2 separate regions of the Callithrix jacchus genome follow, and region 1 is linked to region 2. A link is a contact called in public Hi-C data. All regions are on one chromosome and are shown on one strand. Each heading gives the region's core, a stretch centred on a gene start, on an enhancer-like site or on the middle of the called end of the contact. The rest is flanking DNA. Distances are from core to core; before and after follow the strand shown.

Evidence for each region. A called contact is a pair of places that touch in the nucleus more often than the background predicts.
Region 1: a contact with region 2 is called in a Hi-C map of skeletal muscle, with 4 times the contacts expected there. The contact joins the promoter of CAPG here to the promoter of GGCX in region 2. A contact is called at or near these places in 2 of 3 Hi-C or Micro-C datasets (both in skeletal muscle).

The regions. Positions count from the first base shown.
Region 1 is chr14:27,613,166-27,620,314 of calJac240_pri, forward strand. CAPG (capping actin protein, gelsolin like) reads left to right here and starts at 3,678. Exons shown (of 10, transcript XM_054244758.2): 1 at 3,678-3,909.
Region 2 is chr14:27,463,729-27,470,139 of calJac240_pri, forward strand. GGCX (gamma-glutamyl carboxylase) reads left to right here and starts at 4,971. Exons shown (of 14, transcript XR_013526421.1): 1 at 4,971-5,086; 2 at 5,464-5,634. It overlaps LOC128929587 (a long non-coding RNA gene), which reads right to left and starts at 4,865. Exons shown (of 3, transcript XR_008476243.2): 1 at 4,472-4,865; 2 at 4,165-4,221; 3 at 3,899-4,067.

The DNA.
Region 1 (7,149 bases), core at 2,428-4,927, 150 kb after region 2:
TCCTATCTCCCCAGCCCCAGTCCCTCCATTGATGCCCAGGGACTCCCTCACACTCACCTTCTCTCTGCTCTTCCAACGTGACGGGTCCTGGCGGACCATTCTGCATCCTGTTGACTTAAGGAAATTTTGTGGAATTTCTAAATATTTACTCAATCCTTACAGAATATGACAAAGAGAGAAGGCATTCTTTTTTATTTTTTAAATTTTAAAACAGATATAGGATTTCACTATGTTGTCCAGGCTGATCTTGAACTTCTGGGCTCAAGCAATCCACCTGCCTCAGCCTCCCAAAGTGTTAGGATTATAGATGTGAGCTACTGCACTTGGCCAAGAGGGCGTTTTTTGTTTTTTGTTTTTCTGAGACGAACTTTCACTCTTCTTGCCCAGGCTGGAGTCCAATGGCCTCATCTCAGCTCACTGACACTTCCACCTCTCAGGTTCAAGTGATCCTCCTGCCTCAGCCTCCCAAGTAACTGGGATTACAGGCATTCACCACCACGCCTGGCTAATTTTGTATTTTTAGTAGAGACGGGGTTTCTCCATGTTGGTCAGGCTGGTCTCAAACTCCCGACCTCAGATGATTCACCCATCTCAGCCTCCCAAAGTGCTGGGATTACGGGCGTGACCCATCCCACCTGGCCAAGGGCATTCTTAATAGCAGAAAAACAGTACAAAGAAAAAACAACTAAAGAAAAAAGGACTCTTGAAATGTATATCATACTTCAAAAAACATTATCCCCAAAATGGCAATACCCTCTTCACAGGTGCCTGTAATCCCAGCTACTTGGGAGGTTCTGTCTCCCAGAACCCAGCCCTCTCACCTCCACCGCAGCTCTTTATCCTGCAGTCAGCCACAGCCTCTTTTTTTTTTGAGACAGAGTCTCGCTCTGTTGCACAGGCTGCAGTGCAGTGGCGCAATCTTGCTCGGCTCACTGCAACCTCCGCCTCCTAGGTTCAATAAATTCTCCTGCCTCAGCCTCCTGAGTAGCTGGGATTACAGGCAACTGCCACCACGCCCGGCTAATTTTTGTACTTTTAGTAGAGACAGGGTTTCGCCATGTTGGCCAGGCTAGTCTTGAACTCCTGACCTCAGGTGATCTGCCTGCCTCGGCCTCCCAAAGTGCTGAGATTACAGGTGTGAGCCACCGCACCAGCCACCACAGCCTCTCTAGCTGTCTTTTAGATTGATCCAGTCATCTGCTGCCCAGATTCTGCCCCCAAAAGAGCCCAGGAGGTGACCAATGAAACTCGGGTGAGGTTGGGTGTTGGGGGGAGCTGTTGCAAACAGTGTGACATGGCTTCTCTCCACCCTTTCTAATCTTCACCAGGCCCTTCTTATCTGGAGTGTACACTTGTTATTCCTCCTCTGGAACAGCCTGGCCCCTTTCCTCCCTCCTCCTGCAGGCCCCATTTTAGGTGACCCTCCCTCAGCAGTGAGGGTCTCAGACCAGGGCAGTCCCCTACCCCACTCTCTGAGGTCTCACCAAAATTAAATCTACAAGTTTATTTCACTAGACTGTAAACTCCCACAGTCCACTGCACGCTATGTAAATGGGCAGCCACTGTGTCTGTCAGGTTCACGGCCAAATTCCAAGCCTGGCACACAGCAGGCTCTCAATCAATATTTGTTGTAGCTGCTATTCAAATCTTACTCATTCTTTACAGGTTGCACAAAGCCTGCCTCTCTGCAAACATCTTTGGTCTCTCTTCTCTGGAAGGCCCGTGTCTTGCTCTTTTCCTGTCCATATGTCATGGACTACCAGGCCTAGGCCGAGGCACAACGCCCTAAGGCCCCGGCTGTGTTTACCTGCTGAAAACAACCCCTTTTTCCCCAGTGCAGGTGGATCAACAAGGACTGTCTTCTCTGGATATCTCTAACCGACCTTCCCCACCCCACTGGGTCCTTTCCGCTATTGGCTTTCCTGAGGGGGTGGAGCGTCTGTTCCTCCCCTGCCTTTTCCCTCCCCCACCAAATGTAGCATGGCCCTGCTTGAGAGGCTTTCTTCTTCAGCCCAGAGCCTGGGAGCCAACCTTCTCCTGTGCCTGCTTCTTCCTTGTTACTTTCTCCCAGGACTGGGAATGGGAGAGGGTTTGGAAAACCAGCGGGCCTTCTACCCTCCCCGTTAGGAGAGACTGGACTCGGTGGCTCCCGGATGTCTCCATCCCCATCTCCTTCCCTGATGGACCTGGAGGGCCCTGAGATCACCCTTCCTCTCTTTTGCCAACAGAAAAGCTGAGGCCAAAGAGGAATGGATGCTGGCCAAGGCCATCTGACGTACAAAGACCCAAAGCCACCGTCCCTCACCCCGTCCCAGGCCACTAAGGGGACCTGAGCAGTCGCTCCAAGGGAGAGGGCGACCCCTGGTGGTGAGGAGGAGCGTGGCAGCCTGTCGCTCATTTCCTGAGTCCGGAGGCTGACAGTGGAAGGGGCGTTGCCTAGAGGACCATCGACCCAGGCTTTAGTTATCAGGAAGGTAAAATAAAGGAATGGCCCGTAAAGCAAAAGAACCCAATTTTTCCTGGGCTTTGCCTTTCCTTAGTCACATTCCCTGTAATGACCTAACTTTAACTGCACCCTGCTGGTTGCTGGTTGGATCTTCAGGGAGCAGAAACAGGTATGAAACGGTTTTTGGCACATTGCATGTCCCATGGGCCATTACTGACTTGGGGATCTGGTGCTAAGCCCTGGAATGCAGAAGCTCACATTCTGATAATAAGATTTCTAATAATAAGAGAATGGACTCCAGGCCGGGCACGGTGGCTCACATCTGTAATCCTAACACTTTGGGAGGCCGAGGCAGGTTGATCGCCTGAGGTCAAGAGTTCGAGACCAGCCTGGCCAACATGGTGAAACCCCGCTTCTACTAAAAATACAAAAATTCACCGGGCGTGGTGGTGTGTGCCTGTAATCCCAGCTACTTGACAGGCTGAGGCAGAAGTGCTTTAGCTCGGGAGGCAGAGATTGCAGTGGACCGAGATTGCACCACTGCACTCCAGCCTAGGCAACAGACTGAGACTACACCTCAAAAAAAAAAAAAAAAAAAAAGAGAAAAAGAAAGGAGAGAGAGAGAGAGAGAGAGAGAGAGAGAATATGGGCTCTTATTAAAGACTCCAGGGACTGAGCCAATAGCTTCTCCAAGTTTCTATGGTACCTATCTCTCGTCTCTAGAGGTAGAAAGGTCTACTCAACAAAAGGCTGGTTGTCTTAACAGAAACACTCAGAAAATCAAGACTTTGAGAACTTCCCAGGCAGAAATGGGCATGCTTAGAGACCACTCGACCAGTTAATATGAACGCCACATCTGCTACCAAAAGAATTTGGGCAATCTACTTTGAATATCCCTTCTGAAGCAGTTTCTAGATGTTTAGAGATTAAATGAAATTTTTTTTCTTTTTAAGATGGGGTGTCACCATGATGGCCAGGCTGGTCTTGAACTCCTGACCTCAGGTGATCCACCCACCTCGGCCTCCCAAAGTGCTAGGATTACAGGAGTGAGCCACCGCGCCCGGCATAAATGAAATATTTCTATGAAGTAGCTCGACTCAACCTAACTAAGCAAGAATGAAATCTCACTGACATACAGGGTCATGCGAAACCTTCATTGACTAGGTATTTTCCTCCTTCCTTGATGATCCAGGATGTGCAATATATGCCTAGATCAGGAAGTGTAAAAGCTGAAAATGGAGTTGGAGACAGAAAGTCCAGTGTGTTGCTGGCCACTGTAGTGTCAGTGCTCCCGATACAGGTGTAACCCGAGTCCCCCGCTTGGGAGCCAGAAATCAGCTGAGAAGAGGCCTCTGGAAAGAGGCTGCCCTGGCCCCAGAGAGTGGATGAAGTAGGGCCTCAGCACAGCTCATCCCACCGAGCAGGCCGGACCCTGAGTTCCTGGCTTGCACTGAAGGGTCTGGGTAAGTCCCTTCTCTAGCGTCTCAAAAGCTCCTTGGGTAACCTGGGAAGTTAGGAAAAGAGTTCTGATATTTGACCCTGACGTGTGAGGAGTGCTTTGAGAGAGGATGCTGAATGCGAGTGCCCTGGTTATTACCTCCTGGCAGCCTCCTAACCTTAACCTTGACTCTGCCATGTAAAATTAATGCCTGGGCGCTAGGCGCCGACGACGGTCAGATACCGTGGCCTGAAAACCCTGGGACCTACACATCTCGGACTTGGAGGACCCAGGCCTTCCCTGGGCTTCTCCAGGAGTCCTGCAGGCCACACAGGGACCCTAACAGACCTAGTTCAGCCTCAGGGTCTGCGGTGCTCCTCCCTCCAGGAATGCGAGTTTGCTCTGGGCAATGGAGGATGGGTTCAGGAGGTCACTCTGTGTACCTACCATGCTGTGAGCCCAAATCCCCACCCACCATCCTCTTCTCCCACGGCCCCAACCTCGTAGGGAGGGCAGTGTGGGGCTCAGGTTGACAGAGACGGAGGGGTCGGACCAGCGAATCCAGGGTAGAGCGGCGCGTGCAGGGGTGGAGAGCCGGGTTTGCGAGGCGAGAAGGCCATCTCCAGCACGGGAGCCCCCTGCCAGCCACCCGGATCCCACCCGGCCTGGCGCAATCTGCGCTTCCGGATCAGCATCGAGACCCCGCCCCGCGGCCCGCTGCCTGTCGGGATTTGTAGTTTGTAGGGGGCGGGGCCAGAACGCGCTGGCGCGCCCGAGCGTGCGTGTGTGTGTGTGTGCGCGCGTGTGTGAGAGACTCGGTGTGTAAGTGTGTCCGAGGGTCTGTTCTGGTGCTCCCGTCCCCTCCTGACCTCGTCCCGGAGGGCCCTCCGGACCTGGGCTCAGCAAAGGCACCACAGGCCTCATCTTCCGAGACCCCGCCCCGCAGCCCACTGCCTGCTGGGATTTGTAGTTCGTAGGGATCTAGGCCCCAGGTTGGGGCTGGGTTGCGGCCGCACCAGCAGCGGGGCGTGCAGCGCTCCCGTGTTCTCGTTTTTCTCGTGAGCCTGGATCTGGACAGTGGGCCTGGCGCGAGGCCCGCAACTCCGGCTGGGCTCCCAATGGCACTTCTGCCGACCCTGAGATGTACCCGCCACGCCTGCGGGACTAACCTCTACGTGGGCAAACCGAGGCACAAAGAGGGACGCGCTCTGGCTGCCCTCTAGTGAGAACTTGGACTAGGAGACCCAGCCCAGGCCTGGCGGGCAAGGCTAGGTCAGGCGAGGATGTCGGCCAGAATGTGCGATCAGTAGTGTTTCAAATTAATAAACAGGCCTGCCCGAGACTGACTCCGCACATTAGTGCTGGTTACCTTACGGGCTTGACTGATCAAATTTTTATTTGGCACCACTACAGAGGGAAGCTCAGGGAGGGAGGAAGTCTCTCCTGACCAAGAAATCGTATGGTCCACCCTAGCCTACCCTAGCCTACAAGTCTGCTTTGACGATAAAAATCAACAGAGTTTGGGAGGGGGTGAGGAGGAGGGGTGTTTTGGTAAACTGCAAAAGCCCAGGACATGATTGAGGTGTTATTATTATCAGGCTCAGACCTCAAAAGAACTGGAGAAAAGGTCTGGGCCTTCAGGAGCCTTACCTTAAAAGGGAGGGTATGGCCCGGTGCAGTGGCTGATGCCTATGATCCTAGGATTTTGGGAGGCTGAGGTGGGCTAATCACCTGAGGTCAGGGATTCGAGACCAGCCTGGCCAACATGGCGAAACCCTTTCTCTACTACAAATACAAAAATTATCCAAGGCATGATGGCACATGCCTGTAATCCCAGCTACTTGGAAGGCTGAGGCAGGAGATATGCTTGAACCCAGGAGAGACTGTGTGATTGTGTCACTGCCCTCCAACCTGGGTGACACAGTGAGACTCTCTCAAAAAAAAAAAAAAAAGGGGAAAAGGGAAGGTACATTTACTATATTTATGTAAGAAATCCCCTTTGGGAGAAACTGGGTAATAAGATTTTCCTAGACCTTTTTTATTTTATTTTATTTTATTTATTTATTTCAAGACAGAGTTTTGCTCTTGTTGCCCAGTCTGGTGTGCAATGGCGTGATCTCGGCTCACCGCAACCTCTGCCTCTCGGGTTCAAGCGATTTTCCTGCCTCGGCCTCCCAAGGAGCTGGGATTACAGGCACGTGCCACCATGCCTGGCTAATTTTGTATTTTTAGTAGACAGGGTTTCTTCATGTTGGTCAGGCTGGTCTCAAACTCCCAGCCTCAAGTGATGTGCCTGCCTCAGCTTCCCAAAGGGCTGGATTACAGACATGAGCCACCGCACCCGGTCCTTGTTTTATTTTTTTAAATGGGGTGCAGATGGGTCAGGAAACTCAAAGGTTATAGAGCCCTTTTGCTTTATTGAGATATAATATACCATATAATTCATTCCTTTAAAGTGTACGATTCAGCATTTTACTATGTTCAGAGTTGTGTAACCATTATCACAATCTAATTTTGGAATATTTCATTATCCCCCAAAATAAACATGTACCCATTAGCAGTCCTTCCCCAACCCCCTCCATCCTCTTCAGCCCTAGGCAACCACTAATCTACTTTCTTTAGATTTGCCTATTCTAAACGTTTCATATAAATGGAACCATACAATATATGGTCTTTTGCAACTGGCTTCTTTCACTTAGCACGATGTTTTCAAAATTCATCTTAGGCTATAGCATGTATCAGTACTCAGTACTGTTTTTGCAACTTTTTGTGAGTCTGTAATTATTTTGAAATAAAATTTTTTGCTGGGCGCGGTGGCTCATGCCTGTAATCCCAGCAGTTTGGGAGGCCGAGGCGGGTGGATCACGAGGTCAAGAGATCGAGACCATCCTGGTCAACATGGTGAAACCCCGTTTCTACTAAAAAAAAATACAAAAAAAAAATTAGCTGGGCATGGTGGCGCGTGCCTGTAATCCCAGCTACTCAGGAAGCTGAGGCAGGAGAATTGCCTGAACACAGGAGGCGGAGGTTGTGGTGAGCCGAGATGGCGCCATTGCACTCCACCCTGGGTAACAAGAGCAAAACTCTGTCTCAAAAAATAATAATAATAAAAGAAATAAATAAAAAATTTTAAGCAAGGTATCTAGAGCAAGAGCTGAGGCCAGGCGAGGTGCCTCACATCTGTAATCCCAGCGCTTTGGGAGGCCGAGGTGGGTGGATCACCTGTAGTCAGGAGTTTGAGACCAGCCTGGACAACATTGTGAAA
Region 2 (6,411 bases), core at 3,721-6,220:
CTACAGGTGCCAGCCACTACACCCAGCTAATTTTTTTGTATTTTTCGTAGAGATGGGTTTTTGCTTGTTGGCCAGGTTGGTCTCAAACTCCTGACCTCAAGTAATCCACCTGCCTCAGCCTCCCAAAGTTCTGGGATTATAGGCATAAGCCACCAAGCCCAGCCAGTACCAATTATTAATTGTATTAAATCTTTACAGTACATGTCTTTTTAATATTTTGAGTTATGAAATGGAAATATGCATATAGCATTTCTGCCTGCAATAGTTGTCTCATGGTCTGTCAAGATAAAACTCGTGTCCCATTAAACTAACCTTTGGTCCGGTGCAGTGACTCAACCCATAATTCAAACACTGTGGGAGGCCAAGGCGGGAGGATCTCTTGAGATCAGGAGTTTGAGACCAGCCTGGGCAACATGGTGAAACCAGACTTGTACAAAAAATTAGCTAGGCATGGTTACCACACTTGGCTAATTTTTGTACTTTTTTGTAGAGACGGGTTTTCAATTCACCATGTCGCCCAGGCTGGTCTTGAACTCCTGACCTCAAGTGATCCTTCCACCTTGGCCTCCCAAAGTTTTGGGATTATGGGCATAAGCCATTGTGCCTAGCCCCTCTGCCTATTTTTATTTGGGTTGTCTTTTATTGTTGTTGAGTTGCAGATTTCTTTCTTTTTTTTTTGAAACGGAGTTTCGCTCTTGTTACCCAGGCTGGAGTGCAATGGCGTGATCTCGGCTCACCGCAACTCCGCCTCCTGGGTTCAGGCAATTCTCCTGCCTCAGCCTTCTGAGTAGCTGGGATTACAGGCACGCACCACCATGCCCAGCTAATTTTTTGTATTTTTAGTAGAGATGGGGTTTCACCATGTTGACCAAGATGGTCTCGATCTCTTGACCTCGTGATCCACCCACCTTGGCCTCCCAAAGTGCTGGGATTACAGGCTTAGCCACCGCGCCTGGCCTGAGTTGCAGATTTCTTTACATATTCTAGATACTAGACTCTCATCAGATACGATTTTAAAATACTTTCATTCTGCCGGGCACGGTGGCTCACGCCTGTAATCCCAGCACTTTGGGAGGCCAAGGTGGGTGGATCACGAGGTCAAGAGATCGAGACCATCTTGGTCAACGTGGTGAAACCTCATCTCTACTAAAAATACAAAAAATTAGCTGGGCATGGCGGCACGTGCCTGTAATCCCAGCTATTCAGGAGGCTGATGCAGGAGAATTGCCTGAACCCAGGAGGCGGAGGTTGTGGTGAACCGAGATCATGCCATTGCACTCCAGCCTGGGTAACAAGAGTGAAACTCCGTCTCAAAAAAAACCCAAAAAAACAAAAAAACTTTCATTCTTTTCACTCTCAAGTATCCCTTTGATGCACACAACCAAAAAAGCAGATAGTGTCCAGTTGCATTCTTTGATGCAGCTGGACCCCCTCTCCCTCTCCCTCCTCCTCTCCCTCCTTACAGGGTCTCACTGTTGCCCAGGCTGGAGTGCAGTGGCACAATGACATCTCACTGTGGTCTCAACCTCCCAGGCTCAAGTGTTCTTCCCACTTTAGCCTCCCAAGCAGCTGGGACTCCAGGCGTGCACCACTGTGCCTGGCTAATTTTTGTATTTTCTGTATGTTTTGTAGAGATGGGGTTTCACCATGTTGCCCAGGCTGGTCTTGAATTCCTCAGCTCAAGTGATCCTCCCTTATTGGCCTCCCAAATTCCTGGGATTACAGGCATGAGCCACTATGCCCAGCCTATGGTTGTTTTTAAATTAACAGACTATTTTGGGTGGATAGTTTTAGGCTTACAGAAAAATTGGGCAGAAAGTACAGAGAATTCCAGGCCTGAGAGCGGTGGCTCACACCTATAATCCCAACACTTCAGGAGGCCAAGGAGGGAGGATCACTTGACCTCAAAAGTTTGAGGCCAGCCTGGGCAACATGGTGAAACCCCATCTCTACAAAACATACAAATATTAGCCAGGCGCAGTGATGCACACCTGTAGTCCAGGTACTTGGGAGGCTGAGGTAGGAGGATCACTTGAGCCTGGAAGGTCAAGGCTGCAGTGAGTCAAGATTGTGCCACTGCCCCTCCAGCCTGGGTGACAGAGGAAGACTGTGTCTCAAAAAAAAGAAAAAGTGCAGAGAGTTCCCATATCCCCCTTCAGGCTCCCCATTTATCCTATTATTAACCTTTTTCAGTTGGTGTGGTGCATTTGTTACAACTGATGAGCCAGTATCAGTATATTATTAACATAGTCCATATTGATACATTATAATTAACAAAGTCCATAAATTACATTAGGGTTTACTCTTTGCATTGTACATTCTAAGGGTTTACACACAGGTATGATGTATATCCACCATGACACTATTACAACATCATACAAAATAGTTTCACTTCTGTAAAACTCCCCTGTACTCCACCTATCATCCCTTCCTCCCGGCAACTCTACCTCCCTGGCAGTCACTGATCTTATTATTGTCTCCATAGTTTAGCCTTTTTAGAATATCATTTAGTTGAGGCCAAGCGCAGTGCCTCATGCCTGTATTCCCAGCACTTTGGGAGGCTGAAGCGGGAGGATTGCTTGAGACCAGGAGTTCAAGACCATCTTGGGCAACAGAGCAAGACTTTGACTCAAAAAAAAAAAAAAAAAAAATATATATATATATATATATATATATATATGCCATATAGTTGGAATCATACAGTTTGCAGTCTTTCCACATTGATTTCTTTCACTTGGCAATATGAATTTAAGGTTCTTCCATGTTTTTTCATGGCTTGATAGCTTTTTAAATTTTTTTGAAACGGCTCTCGATATGTTGCCCCAGCTGGTCTCGAACTCCTTAACTAAGAGATTGTCTTGCCTCAGTCTCCAGAAAAGCTGGAAATAGCTAAGACTACAGGCACATGCCTTTTTTTTTTTTTTTTTTTTTTTTTTTTTTGAGACATAGTCTTGCTCTGTCACCCAGACTGGAGTGCAGTGGTATGATGCTGGCTCACTGCAAACTTCACCTCTTGGGTTCAAGCGATTCTGTCTCAGTCTCCTGAGTAGCTGGGATTATAGGCGCCTGCCACCATACCCAGCTAATTTTTTTGTATTTTGAAATGGGGTTTCACCATGTTAGCCAGGTTGGTCTTGAACTGCTGACCTCACTCAAGCGATCCACTCGCCTCAGCCTCCCAAAATGTTGGAATTACAGGCATGAGCCACTGCACCTGGCCTCAAAAATGTCTAATATGGAAAATGGCCTCTTCTATAATTTCTAATACTGTAAATGGGTCCCAAGATCCAACAGTTTGAGAACTGTTTCTCTGGGACGACTTCTTCTTTTCCTGATGGCTAATCCCAGTCAAGAGATTTAGATATTACAATGCTGTTCCAGACTCGCCTCTCTGAGAACCTTCCCTGATGGGCCACACTTTACTCAGTGCCCTTGCTCTGTATCTCCTCTTCAGTTATGTTGTTCCTGTTTCTCCCGCTGCCCGCCTGCCCTCCCTCCTTCCTTCCTTCCCTCCCTCCCTCCCTTTCTCCCTTCCTTCCTTCCTCCTTCCCTCCCTCCCTTCCTCTCCTTCCTTCTCTCCTTTTTTCTTCCTGCTCTTCCTTCCTGCTCTTCCCCCCCTTCCTTCCTCCTCTTTCTTTTTTCTTTTCTTTTCTTTCTTTTTTTTTGGCTAGCTCTGTAGCCCAGGCTGAAGTGCAGTGGCACGATCTCGGCTCACTGCAACCTCTGCCTCCCAGGTTTGAGCGATTCTTGTGCCTCAGCCTCCAGGGTAGCTGGGATTACGGGTGCCCCACCATGCATGAATAATTTTTGTATTTTTAGTTGAGACAGGGTTTCACCATGTTGGCCAGGGTAATATCTGAACTCCTCACCTCCAGTGATCTGCCCGCCTCGGCCTCCCTAAGTGTTGGGACTACAGGCGTGAGCCAGCGCACCAGGCTTTTTTTTTTTTTTTTTGAGACAAGATCTCACTGTGTTGTCCAGGCTTGAGTGCAATGGTGCAATCACAGCTCACTGCAGCCTCGAACTCCTGGGCTCAAGCGATCCTCTCACCTCAGCCTCCCGAGTAGCTGAAACCACAGGAGGGCGCCATTACACACAGCTAACTTTTATAAAAGTTTTTTTTTTTTTGTCTTCCCCCACCCCCCACTCTAACGATCCTCCCACCTCGGCGTGAGCTGCGGCTGGCCCCTACTGCTTAGAAACCTCGGTTCTTTGCAGGTCCTGGAAAAGAAAATGAAGGGGTTGTGCAATAGCTGAAAACCTGGGCAGCCCTTCCAGGCGCGTCCTCAACTGGGCGTCAAACTCTGGCAAAAAGTTTGCCCTTTGCCCCGGATCCCTCACATCAGAGAGCACCGCAGGGACGGTACAGCCTGGAGAGGACTAATGGGATCGGGGAAGGGCCAAAAGAAGTTGGGGAACTCTGACTCTTCTCAGTGTTTAAAAAGCAGAGGCCGGGCGCGGTGGCTCACACCTGGAATCCCAGCACTTTCGGAGACCTAGGCGGTGGATCACGAGGTCAGGAGTTCGAGACCAGCGTGGCCAACATGGTGAAACCCCGGTCTCTACTAAAAAAATGAAAATCTGCCCGGCGCGGTGGCGGGCGCCTCTAATCCCAGCTACTCTGGAGGCTCAGGCAGCGAGGCGCTTGAACCCAACCCCTGAGGCGGAGGTTGCAATGAGCCAAGAGCGCGCCACTGCACTCCAGCCCACAGCAAGACTCTGTCTCAAAAAAAAGAAAAAGGAAAAAGAAAGCAGAGGTGCCTCGGAAGGCCTGAAGGTTGAGGAGTCTAGCAGTGCGCCTGGAGACCAACGGCACTAGAGGGTATCCTCGCCCTGCCCTAGGGCTCCCCGTTCCGCCCCCTGCCGCCAAGCAAGGAATCCGGCGCCGCTGGTCGGGGCGTAGTATTTACGACAGTGCTGGCGCTTTCCGGCCAGCCGCACAGCTGCTGACGCGTCGGGAGGCGGAGCCTAGGGAAGCGAATTTTCCTGGCGGCAGCTGTGCAGACGCTGCTGCTGTGACCCACCTGCCTCTTCCGCGGAGCAATGGCAGTGTCTGCCAGGTCCGCGCGGACCCCGCCCAGCTCAGGTAGGGCCTCGCCCTCTGGCAGAGAGTACCGAGGAGTGCTGGTCTTAAAGGGGTGGTGGGGGGAGGGCGCCCAGTGAGTCCTGGTTGCGGGGGTGAGGCTCCATGGGGAAAGCGGCGTGCTGTGACAGGTTGCAGCCTTCGGCTTCTGGATGATGATGACATTCGGGGGCACTTTACGGTTAGGGCCTGTAGTCTGAGGAGTACTGGGACTTTGGGGGATCTTGGAGGAGGGGCTGTACTGCAGGAATGTTTCTCTGTAGTCAGATCATTGAGCCAACCTGGGTGGGCGGAAGCTCTGGGTTGTTGGTGCTGTGATTTCTGTGATTTGAGGCGGAGCCCACCCCCGCACACACATTTTCTCTATTTGTTGGTTGCAGATAAAGTACAGAAAGACAAGGCTGAACGGATCCCAGGGCCCAGGCAGGGCAGTCGAATGGGGAAACTCTTGGGTTTTGAGTGGACTGATTTGTCCAGCTGGTGGAGGCTGGTGACCTTGTTGAATCGACCAACGGACCCTGCAAGCCTGGCTGTGTTTCGTTTTCTTTTTGGTGAGTCCAGTTTATGGGTGGGAGCAGTTTGATTGGGGGTGAGAATGACAATCGTCAATTTTTCGGTTGCAAATAGACTTAGCTCCCTTTTCCTCAGAGCTGAAGATATTGGTATAAAAGAAGAGGTCTTTGTAACGTTTAGGATTAAACATGCTTTGTCTCCTCCAGTTAGGATTCACTTGGTGGCCAGAACTCCTTTTTTTTGAGACGGAGTTTCGCTCTTGTTGCCCAAGCTGGAGTGCCGTGCCGTGACGTGATCCCGGCTCACTGCAACCTCTGCCTCCTGGGTTCAAGCGATTCTCCTGCCTCAGCCTCCCAAGTATCTGAGATTACAGGCCAGGCCCCTGCCACCACACCTGGCTTTTTTTTTTTTTTTTTTTTTTTGTATTTTTTAGTTTCACCACTTTGGCCAGGCTGGTCTCAAACTCCAGACCTCATGTGATCCACCTGCCTCGACCTCCCAAAGTGCTAGGATTCCAGCTGTGAGCCATCGCACCCAGCTAGAAATGCTTTGATCTGAGACTATGTGATATGCAGAGGCAAGGCAGCAGTGGCCCATTTCGCTTGTGGCATGAAGTTGCACAGAGGACTCAGAGAAACAGAGCAAGGGGTCACAAGGGCCATACATTTTGGCTGTGACTCCCTAATCAAGAGCTTCTTAACTCAGGCCACAGCATGGTGTGCTTGGAATGGTTTACAGATGTGCGGCGATATTAGACCCCTTAGCCCAGTAGTTCTCAACTGGAGACCGTTTTGCTCCCTGGGGGACGTGAGGCA